2 separate regions of the Gossypium hirsutum genome follow, and region 1 is linked to region 2. A link is a contact called in public Hi-C data. All regions are on one chromosome and are shown on one strand. The core of a region is the stretch at or near the end of the contact, and the rest is flanking DNA. Distances in the headings are between cores, read along the strand shown. Region 1 holds the start of LOC107961661 (K(+) efflux antiporter 6). Region 2 holds the start of LOC107961659 (serine/threonine protein phosphatase 2A 55 kDa regulatory subunit B beta isoform).

The links. A called contact is a pair of places that touch in the nucleus more often than the background predicts.
Region 1: a contact with region 2 is called in a Hi-C map of leaf, with 2.5 times the contacts expected there. The contact joins the promoter of LOC107961661 here to the promoter of LOC107961659 in region 2. A contact is called at or near these places in 15 of 34 Hi-C or Micro-C datasets (anther, callus, fibers and 4 more).

What each region holds. Positions count from the first base shown.
Region 1 is chrA06:31,114,203-31,119,962 of Gossypium_hirsutum_v2.1, forward strand. It overlaps LOC107961661 (K(+) efflux antiporter 6), which reads right to left and starts at 1,316. Exons shown (of 19, transcript XM_016897736.2): 1 at 770-1,316; 2 at 198-244; 3 at 57-115. The coding sequence starts at 1,028.
Region 2 is chrA06:30,937,111-30,943,598 of Gossypium_hirsutum_v2.1, forward strand. It overlaps LOC107961659 (serine/threonine protein phosphatase 2A 55 kDa regulatory subunit B beta isoform), which reads right to left and starts at 4,004. Exons shown (of 17, transcript XR_001701341.2): 1 at 3,460-4,004; 2 at 2,386-2,489; 3 at 2,158-2,256; 4 at 1,922-2,041; 5 at 1,564-1,749; 6 at 1,332-1,423; 7 at 925-1,043; 8 at 480-603; 9 at 223-346; 10 at 1-66.

The DNA.
Region 1 (5,760 bases), core at 66-2,565, 170 kb after region 2:
ATCAGAACTCAAAATCAACAAATCAAATCTACTCGTTAATAAGGAGAAGCACAAACTTTTCCTCTTTTGTATCATTTTTCTTTGTCTTCACTCTGGCCACGGTTTCCAAAACAGCCTGACAAGCATACACATACGGAAAGAATAAGCTAGCAAGTTTTCCCAACTGAAAAGTTTTCAAAAGAATAAGTACCACCAACCTTCTTTTCTACTACACTGTTGTTGAAACTTCCAGCATCATCATTTACTGCCAACAACAGAAAGGAAACATGATAAAAAGTCAGAAATTGAATTTCCATCCGGTTTATACCGTTAAGGAAACACTGGCAGTCTAATTTTGAGCTAAATATTTTTAGAAACCTTTCAAACATTGATTTTTTTCCCCTTCAAAGTTGAATAATCCACTGCAAATGAAGATGAATTTATAGCATAATTGACAATTGTAATTTAAAGAAGAAGAATCTATTAGCAAATCTATTTCCAGGGAATTTATGCAAACAAACTATCATTAATTCTTTAAGATCTTATAAACCATCCATTGATAACAAAAACCATAACCTACCAATAGATCCCGCTTAAAAACCTTAGAAAATAAATAAAAATAACAAGAATTAATTGCTACAGCATATAAAGAACAAGCAAAGTTGAAGTAAACAAGTATAATGTATGACTAAGTTGTATACTTCACTGCTAAGCCTTTGATTCATGGATTTGAAATCTAAACCCTAATCTAAGCAAAACCAGAGGGAGAAAAAAAGAAGAAGAAACAAACCTTCATTTTGTTCGTTCTCAGTGAACTCCTTCTCTAGAGCACGATCGATAATAGCGGCAAAAGTACCGTCCTTCGGTTTAGCTATGGAGGAAGCATTCGAAACGGTACCGTTTCCTCCGTCGTCGTCATCGTCGAACCGATCCGATTCAGCGAGTTGTTCTTGTTGTCGCTGAGCGACTGAAAAGGAAGCCAAACAAAAAAGAGAAACGAAGAAACAGAAAGTAAGGATTTCAAGGGAGGAGTTCGATTTTCTCAACATTTGGAAACGGCGGCCGGCGGAGGTTAAGAACTTGAAGAGTTCTCTTTTTGTGTGTGTGTGTCTGATAAATTATTGGAAATAGAGAACTATGAAGAGGGATTTTTGGTTGTGAATGATTGAAATTGAAAAAATTACTTATATATATACAGAAAAGCAACAGAGGGGAAACGGAGTTGAAGTAGATGTAGAAAGACTGGGAAAAAGAAACGGTAAACAGAAAAAGGGAGTAAAGTAAGTACAAAGCATCAGATCGGGTCAGGAGTCAACTTGTCGTAATTAATTAAGACTACAAAGATTTCGAAAATATAATATTGTCCGCAAGTTATAAAGTTTCCATTTTTTTTTATATAACACCATTTAATTGACAACAATTATCTTGCAGCCAGTACAAAGCTCTCCTCAAAGCCAGGCCTTCCGCAACCTGTGTTGAAGCAATTGAGGTAGCAAATATAAAATAATTTAAACAAAATAAGGGAGCTATTGAGATCGACTTGTATAAACAACGAATAAAAAAATAGAGAAAATTAGACATAAATATTTACTTGGAAAAACACCTCCAATAAAAAGGATACGGACAAACAATACTTCACTAGATCAGCAAATAATTTGAAAAAGTACAATATAGAGATAATAAAAAACAAACTCTAAACCTCGAAAATAAAACTCTCTGGTTAAAACACGAAAATCCCTTAAAGCTCTCTCTTAATCGGTCTTTTAAAATTTAATGTGATAAAAGATATGAAGAATATCAATTCTAGGGTTATTAAGGCCTCTTTTATAGGGTAAAATTCGTGGGCTAACATGACTAAAATAACCCTATACTAATCAGAGTTCGACAAGGAAAATATAGGAGAGGTTAACTAAGAGAAGAAACCCAGTGTTTGTGGGAAACATGTTGCCACGTCCTCATTCACGTCATCACAATGTTGTCCATCATTGTAACGTTAGGAAGCTTCTCGTTGTGACATCACCAGCTAACTTTGGTGTTGTGATATTGAAGCCCTTGTCGCGATACGAGTTGCGGTAAGGGCTTAAAAGTGTCTGAAAATACAAGGCACACTCTATAGAAGGGATTAAATTGAAAGGAAAACAAAACTAGCTTGGATGCCTAAAAATGAAATATAACAAAACTCTAAAGAGAGATTATAGTTCACTATTTATTCTCAGCTCATGTATGCAACAAATGAAAAATGTTAGCCTATTTATAGTTTTCCTACATTGGTTTATCCTAGTCGGTTTAACTAGATACATGCGCATATTATTATTTTAATTAAATTAATTAATATGGTTAAGCTTAAAAGATAAGTTTGATTAAAGATGACGATAAACTTTAAATTTCTCTAGAAACAAATAGAAAGATCGAGTAAGAGAGTGAGAAGTAGATGACTTCAACACTCCCCATCAATGAATTCTCTCATTTACTATTGCCCTTAAGGCCATGTCGAGTTGTTTGTGAAATTCTTCAAGCTTGGCTTTGCTAAGTCCTTTGGTAAAAAAATCGATGACTTGTTATTCATTACTAATGTGCGTCATTTTAATCTCGTCGTTAAGTACTTTTTCTCGGGTGTAGTGATAGTGTACCTCTATATGCTTCATTCGTGCATGAAAGACTGGGTTTTTTGCTAGTCGAATTGTTGATTGATTGTTGTAACAACCTGAAAGTCAATGGTGTCAAAAAATGCAATTTCAAGACACCATTTCCATAAACCGTAAAATATTTACGGAGGTAAATTATAGGTGAATGGAATTTTGAGTAGGTGATTTTGCCAAATTAGTAATTAATTATGATACAGGGACTAAATACTATAAGTAGTAAAAGTTCAAATACCAAAAGTGGTAATTAAAACAAGGGATAATAATCAAGTTAGCAATTAGACCATGACCATTATTAAGGGTGGTGAACCGTGCCTAGCTATGGGATTTATGAAAGACTAAAAGGGTAATTTAATATGTTAAAATTAAATGACCAGAATATTTATTTAAATAAAATACAGTGGTAAAATAAAATAAAAGTAAAATTCATATAGAACTACACTTCTTTTATTTTATTTTAGAATAAGGTTTTTTAAACCTTATTTGTAACAACCTGATTTAGGGCTTAGTCAGAATAGTGGTCTTAGGACCACAAATCCAGATTCGAATAAAGTATTTTATCATTATTTTGAAGTCATTGCATGTTTATATTAGTGTATGAAAAATTTGGTGAGTTAATTTTGACATTTGTGAGCCCAATTGCGAAAAAGGACTAAATCGCAAAAAAATGAAAAAGTCCTAAATTGATAGCTAAAAGTGTCAAATAGCTAGAGAACCTAAATTGGGGGTCTTTAAAAGATAATTAGACCCTATAGAGATAGCTTGGCCGACCATAGGAGACAAATTGATGAGAAAGTCAAAATTAGGTAAGTTTTGGTCACCATTTTTAACTAGTTTTAATATTTAAAATAAAAAAAAGGCCACATCCTCTTTATTTTTCTTCTTCACCAATTTTTTCCAACCATATGAGGGTTTTGAAGCTTGAAATTTGCAGCAACTTATCATCTCTAGAAGTAAGTGATTTTCATACCCTTTGTTGAAGATTTTTAGATTTTTGGACCCCTTGAAGCATGAGCTTTCAAATGAAGGTACTATTTTGCAAAATGGTTGAAAGTCTAGGGTTTTGTCATGAGAGCATCTAGGGTGTTTTTTGAAATTTTATGGAAGAATATGAAGCTTAGTGGTGTGGTAAACAACTTTTGTGAAAGGATTTTCATGAAGATACCTAAAAAGGATTAGTTTGCATAAATTGTAAAGTAGATGATTAATGTGTAATATAGTGAGAATTTGGAGTTGCTATAAGAGTAAAAAGGGTTCGGCTAGGCTTAAGATGCGAAGAAATTTGATAAAAATCGATTTTCGAGCCTAGGGGTAAAATGATCATTTTGTCAAGGTCTAGGGGCAAAATGGTCATTTTACCAAAGAAGTAAAATTTTGATTGCCTAATTTTATTTAGTGAATAAATAAGTGTATTTTTCTATTATAGATTAAGAAATACCGAATCCGAACCTAGACTGGGAGAAAGCCAAGCAAATCGACTAAATCGACTAGTCGCCGCATTTTGTAATCCGAGGTAAGTTGTATGTAAATAATAAAACTACATTGATAATATATTGTTTGAATTGTATCGAAATTATTATAGCATAAATTGCTTGACTTGTGGAAATGAGAGAATGTGATGAGAATAGAGATAATAGAATTCCCGTTGGAACCCTAGGAAAATAAATCGGATATTCATGCCATGACGATTGAGTTATTTGTGTGAGCTAGTGTAAGACCATGTCTGGGACATGGCATCGGCATTGAGACGAGTGCTAGTGTAAGACATGTCTGGGACATGCATCAGCCTCGAGACATAAGCCAGTGTAAGACATGTCTAGGACATGCGTCGGCTACGAGATGATAGTCAGCGTAAGACCATGTCTGGGACATGGCTTCGACTTGAGATATGAGCCAGTGTAAGACCATGTCTAGGACATGACATCGGCACCTTACCCCACATTTGAGGCTATAAAATATCTGATAACATTTCGAATGGTTCAACGGTGAAAGTCTTGATTTCTAGTAAATGAGGAAAGTAAAATCATGTTGTGAGTGATACAGGTACCGATTTGGTATGTATAAAATGTGAGCCACATGATATGCTATATGATGTGTTTTGAATATTGATGAGTAAGTTTTGTTTATGCCCACTTGTGTATTATGATACTTGTTTATGAATGGTAAAATATTGTTGTATAATTATGTATATGCAACTTACTAAGCTTTATGCTTACTCCCTCTCATTTCCTTTTTCTTATAGTGCCGCCTATCTAGCTCAAGGATCAACGGAAGTCAGAGATATCAATCATACTATCTATCGAAGCATTCAGTATAGTTTGATTTATATTTTTGAATATGGCATGTATAGGGAACTAAACTTGTGTTTTGTGTTGTTATTAATTTGGCCAAATGTGTTGGCTTGGGATAAATTACCCATTTTGTATTAAGCCTTGAATGATGGCTAATATTCATTTTGATATATGCAAATGGTGTTATGTTCATGGATAAGTAGAATGCAAAAATGAAATGTTGTCTATTGTGGCTAATTTTATTGAATGAAATAGTCTTGTACTGGTTTTGGTTGCTTTTATGTAGGTTATGTAAGTAAGGGTGGCAAAGAGGCTTAGTAAATAGCCTGATTTTGTCCACATGGGTAGACACACGAGCGTATGTCTAGGCCGTGTGTGACACACGACCAGCACCATCGGCGTGTTGTCCAGCCTTGTGTCCCCTGCACGTAAAAAAATTTCAAGTCAATAGGCATGATAGTAGACACACGGGCAGAGACATGGTCGTGTGTCTCAACCGTGTGAAAGGCACGATCCAGCACGCAGGTCTATGCCTCAGCCATGTGATCCTTAAGAAATACTGACGTCAGAAACAGAATATCCAGGTTTTTGCACACGGGCTAGGGCAAGGGCGTGTCATGGCCGTGTGAAGGACACAGGCCATGGACACGGGCGTGTGCCAGGCCATGTGAAACCCCCTGTAAGTGTGCATTTGGAATTAATTCCACACGGGTGTCGGACACGAGCGTGTCCCTGTATTTCCTAGGCCATGTAAGCCATACGGGCCAACCACACGACCATGTTAGATTGATCACACGGGTGTGTGCCCCTGTGTTAAATGTCATTTTTCTAAAGTTGACTAAAGAACC
Region 2 (6,488 bases), core at 2,754-5,253:
AGGCCTAAGGTATTCATGAACTTGGAAGGTTGCAACTGGACCAGAATCCATATTTATGTCCCACAGCTGACACAAAGAAAACCTTGTTACCAAACAATAGAAAAGGAGGAAGGAGAAAACAAATATAGAAACTCAGCTTTTATGCAAGCATCAGATGCCTACGACACAAGGGCAAAGTGTTATTCAAGAGGAGAAGAATTAATTCCATAAAAACATATCAACCTTAAGGGTCAAGTAGTCACGACTTAGTATGTGTCTTCCATCCTTGGCAAACTTGATGTCTGAGATTGATGCTATGATATCTGTGAAAAAAGACCTGGAGCCTGGAGCTTCTTGTTCCTCAAACCTGTACCATCAAGAAACTTCAAAAACCAGAAAAAAGAATACAAGGAAATGCGACAGAAGTATCATACAGCAAAAGATGACAGTTAAAACGATAAATCAACCAAGAAAAAACAGAAATACCACGGGTCACTTACAATTTAATGTGGATATCACACAACGCAGACTGTCGCATATCAATAAGACGAATTGAACCCTTTGAACTACTGTAAGCTAACATATTACAGTGTATAGGATGAAATTCTGCTGAAGTTATCACCTCTGCAAGTATATACTCAAGCAAATGAATCATGCAAACATGAAAAATACATAAGAGTATTATATTTTACAGAGAAAAACCCATAAATTGATAAGAGTAACATTGTGAAACTCAAAGAGTGAGATGATGATAGTCAACTAGGAAAAATAGCAGGGTGTAGAAAAGAGGAAGAAATTTTTGCAGATGGATAACCAAAAACAGAAGGAAAGCAAGAAGGATTAGGATAACAGAAAGAACAGACCTATCAACCCATAAGCAATAAAGGAAATGTATAAAATAAATATATAAATCCATGATGTCCAATTAGAAAACTGATTCCCCACCAGTCAAATCCTCCATGTTTGCAGGTTTCACATCAACAATGTTAAAACTTTGGTTGCTAATTTCCAGGTTCCAGAGATTAATTCGCAGGTCGTCAGCCGAAATAAAAGTTTCACCATCACTACAAATAAAGAAGAAAGGAATAATAAGTATTTCATAAAATCAGGAGCTAGCTTTGAAGACGAAGTATTTCAGGTTCAAAAGTTGAGAAATTACTCTCCCAGTTTATGATCTTTCTAAATGCACTCCCCACCTCCCAACCAACAGACAGCAAATGTAAACAATTCAACTCAAGAAAGTAGAAACTCAAAGGAAAATAAAACAAGATATACATCATAGTCCATATACAAGGAATAAGAGGGAGATGGGGGCCAGTTGTGGCTAAAATCAATCAAATAAGTATATAGACCTGTTATTGGATATGGAATTAATATGATAGTCATGCGCATGAGAATATATTCTTCGACATCTGGCCATAAGTTTTGTCTCAAGAGTAGTTACCTAATTACAACATAAGCACTATGTGTCAGATCAACAAACCATATAAACAACAATTTGGCGGATCAGACACAGCCTAAACATTAAAAAATGACAAAAATAACATAATAAGTTCTTAAGTATTCATGATAGACAACAACTACCATAGGCAAACGCAAAGATGGCAAACCCCCATTTGGCAATGAAAAGTCATTGCTTGTACATCCTCCATTTGCCATGTATTGTTTGGAGCTTGTTGATATACTTGAACCAACAATAGGACCATTTCCCATGGCTTTGGTGGAATCCACATTCAAGTCACATACTTTTTTGACCTGCTTCTCTTGTACCTGTCCAAGTTTGAAATGACATTAGAAAGACCAACCGGATAGCAAGGTTAGATGAGTAAATTTGTTGTACTGCCACTTTTGGGACATAAATGTTGGAAAAAGACAATAAACACTAATCTGTGTACAACTTTATAATTGTAAAATCTAGGATATAAAAGATGCCTTTACCTACCTTCCAGAACTTGATTGTTTTGTCATTTGTCGACAAAAGAGAAAGAGCACCGTAAGCCGACTGGCACCACCTAATTTTGTTAATTTTCTCCTCAATTTCCAAGCTCTTGAGGTAGTCAAACTGTATTAAAACAATATCGTAGACATTTCAATGAAATTCAAGTCCAGAAATATTTTAGCATGTAAACAGTAAACCCAAACATTCATTATGTTTCTGGCATAACCAAACACAAATACCTCAGGTTCATGGCTCTGAAACTCTGTTTTATAGCGAAATAAAGGGTGCCTATTAATTGGATAATCCATCTTCTCTAGATCTCTCCGTTGCCCAACATGCTACACATTATTCAGTTTTGTCAAAGAACAAACCACAAAAGATGAGAACAGAACACTGGAGCAACACAGTGAGTGAAACAAACAACACAGCTTCAGAAATATAAAAGAAGGAAACAGTCAGCAACATACATCTAGAGTGTCTGTCCTTTCAAACAAAACCACCCGACCTCCTCGATCTCCGGTAGCAAGGTGATCTCCAGTTCTATTAAATTCAATAGCGGAGATGATATCAACTGAAAAAAAGAAGCACCATGTAATGAAGCGAGCAGAGGAATCAGAAATGCAGGACAAGCAAGTACCAAGTACAGCATACCCATAACTGTTTACTTCACACAAGCAGAATCACCAAGCAAAGAGCATCAGGGAGAATTATATCACCAAATATCAATTTAATCCCTCCTAGCATTGAGGACAATGAAAGGAAGGTGTCGTAAAGAGCAAACTTAATAACAGCGCAGCTGAAAATGCTTCACACAAAGATATTATATGTTTCCCACAGGACAAAAACAACAGTAATTCATGGACCTAGTCACTTACATGGAAAGATTCTAAGTCGGACAATTTGATTAGTTCACTTGGACCTTTTTCCATTTTCTACAACTCCTCCGAGATGAGAGACATAATGCAATAAACGCTAGTATACTTTGACAATGACCATGTTAGTCCAGAAATCACAACCTAAAGTCAAGTGCATCAATCACGCAAGCAAACTCAGTCACTTGCCACCAAAGGCTTGTTAAATACCTTTTTTCCCTTTCTTTTTTTGGGCACCAAACTCCAAGACCCTAGTAATTAGAACAACTTGCGGAAAACAACGGCCAAGCATATATGAAATAATATTTTATTGATTAATTATTTCAATCATTTAGTCAATAACAACTAACCTCAGCTGAAACTCAAGCGATAATTATAAAACAGGAACAAATTGATAAACCACAACTTACACACCGTTGTTTCATACCACACTTTGAAACAGTTGTGAAGCTAGACCTAGATCCTAACATTATAATGCAATCCAGCCGAATGTTATATCAAATTGAAGTCACATATTACCAATATAAACAATCGAGAAAAGAAATAGCAATGAGGAAAAACGACTAAATAATAAAACTTGTAGCTATTTGGATTAAAAAAAATGAAACTCTAAAATCAATAATGAATAACTCTAAGAGAAACCGAATCGAATAAATCCAAATATTGTACCATCCTGTATTTCCTCTCCGGCAGTTCGCTCTCCGAACACCTGCGAGAATTTCCACTCCAGTGGTTGTGGCCCTCCCACCGGAGCCACGGCTGCTTCAGCGCCGCCGTTGTTCATCGTTGTCTCAAAAAAAAAACGATTCCACCTCACGAAATAAAATAAAAAGCAAACTCAATGCATCAACGAGCCGATCTGGCACTCAGATTCACAACAAAACCGAAACACTTCATCGATTTAAAACAATCTCCATTTCAAAAATGCAAAGCTTCTCGATCGATCATCTATATATTCCACAAAGAAAATTCATCGGTGTTCCTTTATCACTCTTTTTTTTCTCTAACCGGTAATGAACATCGATTTGATATATTTTTAAACAAAAATAAACATCGACGAGATTCCACTCTATCTCCTTCAATTAAAACTTTCACAGTTTACTCTCTTATGTTTCTTTTAATTCGGGAGAGAAGAAAGAAAGAAAAATGTAAATTGGAGGATGATGACAAAGCTGGAAATGCGACGAAGCTTTTTGGCCGATTATTGGACCCACTCCCCTCTCTCCTCTTCTTTCTGGTCAATTTTTATGGAAGGTCCCTGTACTATGTTTTTTTTTAATATTAAGCACTTACTATGTGCTTACTATGTTTTTTTTTAATATTAAGCACTTACTATGTGCTTTGATATTTTTATTTGTTTATGTTTTTAAAATGTGTATTTTCAATTTTGAAATGATTTTTTTATCAAATAATTTAAAAAAATATTTTTGAAAAATATGACATCTATAAGTTAATATTTTTATATAGTTTGATAAATATTATCATGGTTTGAACAAGATTAGAGAGATTGGAAAAAAAATTAGATTCGTTTAAAATATAGGTTGAACTTAAGCTTGAACATTTAATGCTAAAGTTCGATCCAACTCAGTCTGGTTTTTTAAGTTTGTAATGTTTTATATTATTTAACTTATAGTACAAAAAAATTAAATATATAATAATATATTATTATAATGTAAGCATTAAAAAAAATGTTAAGATAACTATATATAAAATTTTAATAAATAAAAATATATGGAATTATTAAATATTAAATTGAAATGATATAAATATATATTTTTAAAAATTAAAAAAACTGAATTTAAAATAAGTTTGAGTTATCCATTTATAAATATAGGTGGACTTTAACAAAATTTAAGTCTCATATTTCGAGTTGAACCAGACTTAAGCAAGGATAAAATATGTTAATATCATATTTAGACTTGATCTATTAACACTTTTAGTTTGAACCTATTTCATCTAGTTGTTAGACAAGAACTTTGACCACTACTTCAAACAAATTTTGATTTTTTTTTAAACAATAACTAAGTGTATATATTACTATTGAAGTGTGCTTTTTTAAATAATCAACATCAAATTATTTGATAAATTAATAAAATAAAGTCTATTGTAAATCTAATTCTGAAAAAAAATTCTCTAATTTTTTAATATTTAGATTTTAGTCCATTTATTTTTAGTTTTAAAAATTTAGCTCTTTTACTATTTAAATTTTAAATTTCGAATATAATTATTAACATCGTTAAAATTTTTTTAATTATTTCGTTGGTGCGATATTTTGAATAAAAAAATTATTTAATAACTATATAATAAAAATAATATTATCATAAACTTGAAATTAACAATAAAATTTTAAGGTGTTACATTTTTAAATCTAACAAAGTAAAAAGACTGAATTCGTAAAGCATGTTTTAACTGAAATAAACATGGCAGAGGAACTCTTTTAGAATTTGACATATTCTTTTTCTGGATTATATTTTGGTGATTAATTTAACTGATTTGGAAATAGTCGATGGGAAACTATTCCTATTTGGTGATAAAACGACGTCGACTTTTGTTTTCTCAGCTTTATGGATGAGGTTGAGGGCATTGCTATGTTTAGCGTAGATTACAAGGCTCTCTCCTTTCTTTATTTTTAATTTCTGTTTTTCTTTAATCAATGGCCCTAACAAGAAAAACTCAAAAATAAAAAATATCAGCAGGAAGAATCTTCGTCTTTTGAAAGATCTTTTAGAATGGAACAAAAAATGTATAATTTATTTTATTGAAATTAACAAAAATGTGGAAAAAAATTTCTTTGTGTTTTTGAATAGGTAAAATGAGCTAAACATAATATTAGAAGGGTTCATGAGACAGGGCTGGGCCAAACTAAAGAATTATGCTGTTTGTTAAGCCTAGACCCACTTAAGAAATAGGTTTAAATTTTTTTTAAAGTTTGGTCCAGATAAAAATATTAAAATTTGGGTTCAACTCAGTTCGATCGTATTAATTCATTTTATATAAATTTTAAATATATAATATATCAAAAATACTAAAACATTAAAATAAATATTAAATATATATATACATAAATAACACTAAAATAGATACAACTTAACAAGCAAATACCTCTAAAATAATAACAAAATTAACAATAAAACTAGTTTTATAAAATATCCAAACAATATAACAAAATAGTAGTAACATAATAGTGAAATGATAGCAAAATAAGGAGAAAACAACAAGAATATAACATTAAAATAACAAAAAAAGTAGTAGATTTGTTTGTATTTCTGTGAATTCGGATCGGTTCGAGTCCGACCAAAAAAATGTCTTACCCGAGGCCTGACCCATTTTTTAAACAAGCATTATTTTTTTTATCCAAACTCATTTATTAAGCTTATATTTTTGTCCAAAGCCTTTCACTTTTCAAACCGACTTGTGATCAATCTCAATTGATATTAACCAAAGGATTTGAGTTCAAACCCAATATCATTTTTCTAATTAAAGTAAATAATATATCCTTTTACTTATCTAAACTGGTTTATTTCTTATAAGTTAAAAGCTTATTTATAATTCATTTAATTATATTTTATATTTAAATTAGTAAAAATAACTTAAAATATTATAAAAAAATGAATAAAAGAAGTAAAATGTAAAAGAAAAGGTATAATCTTTGCTGTAAGTTACAAGATAAAGTTGATTTTGTCTAAAGAAGGTTAAAA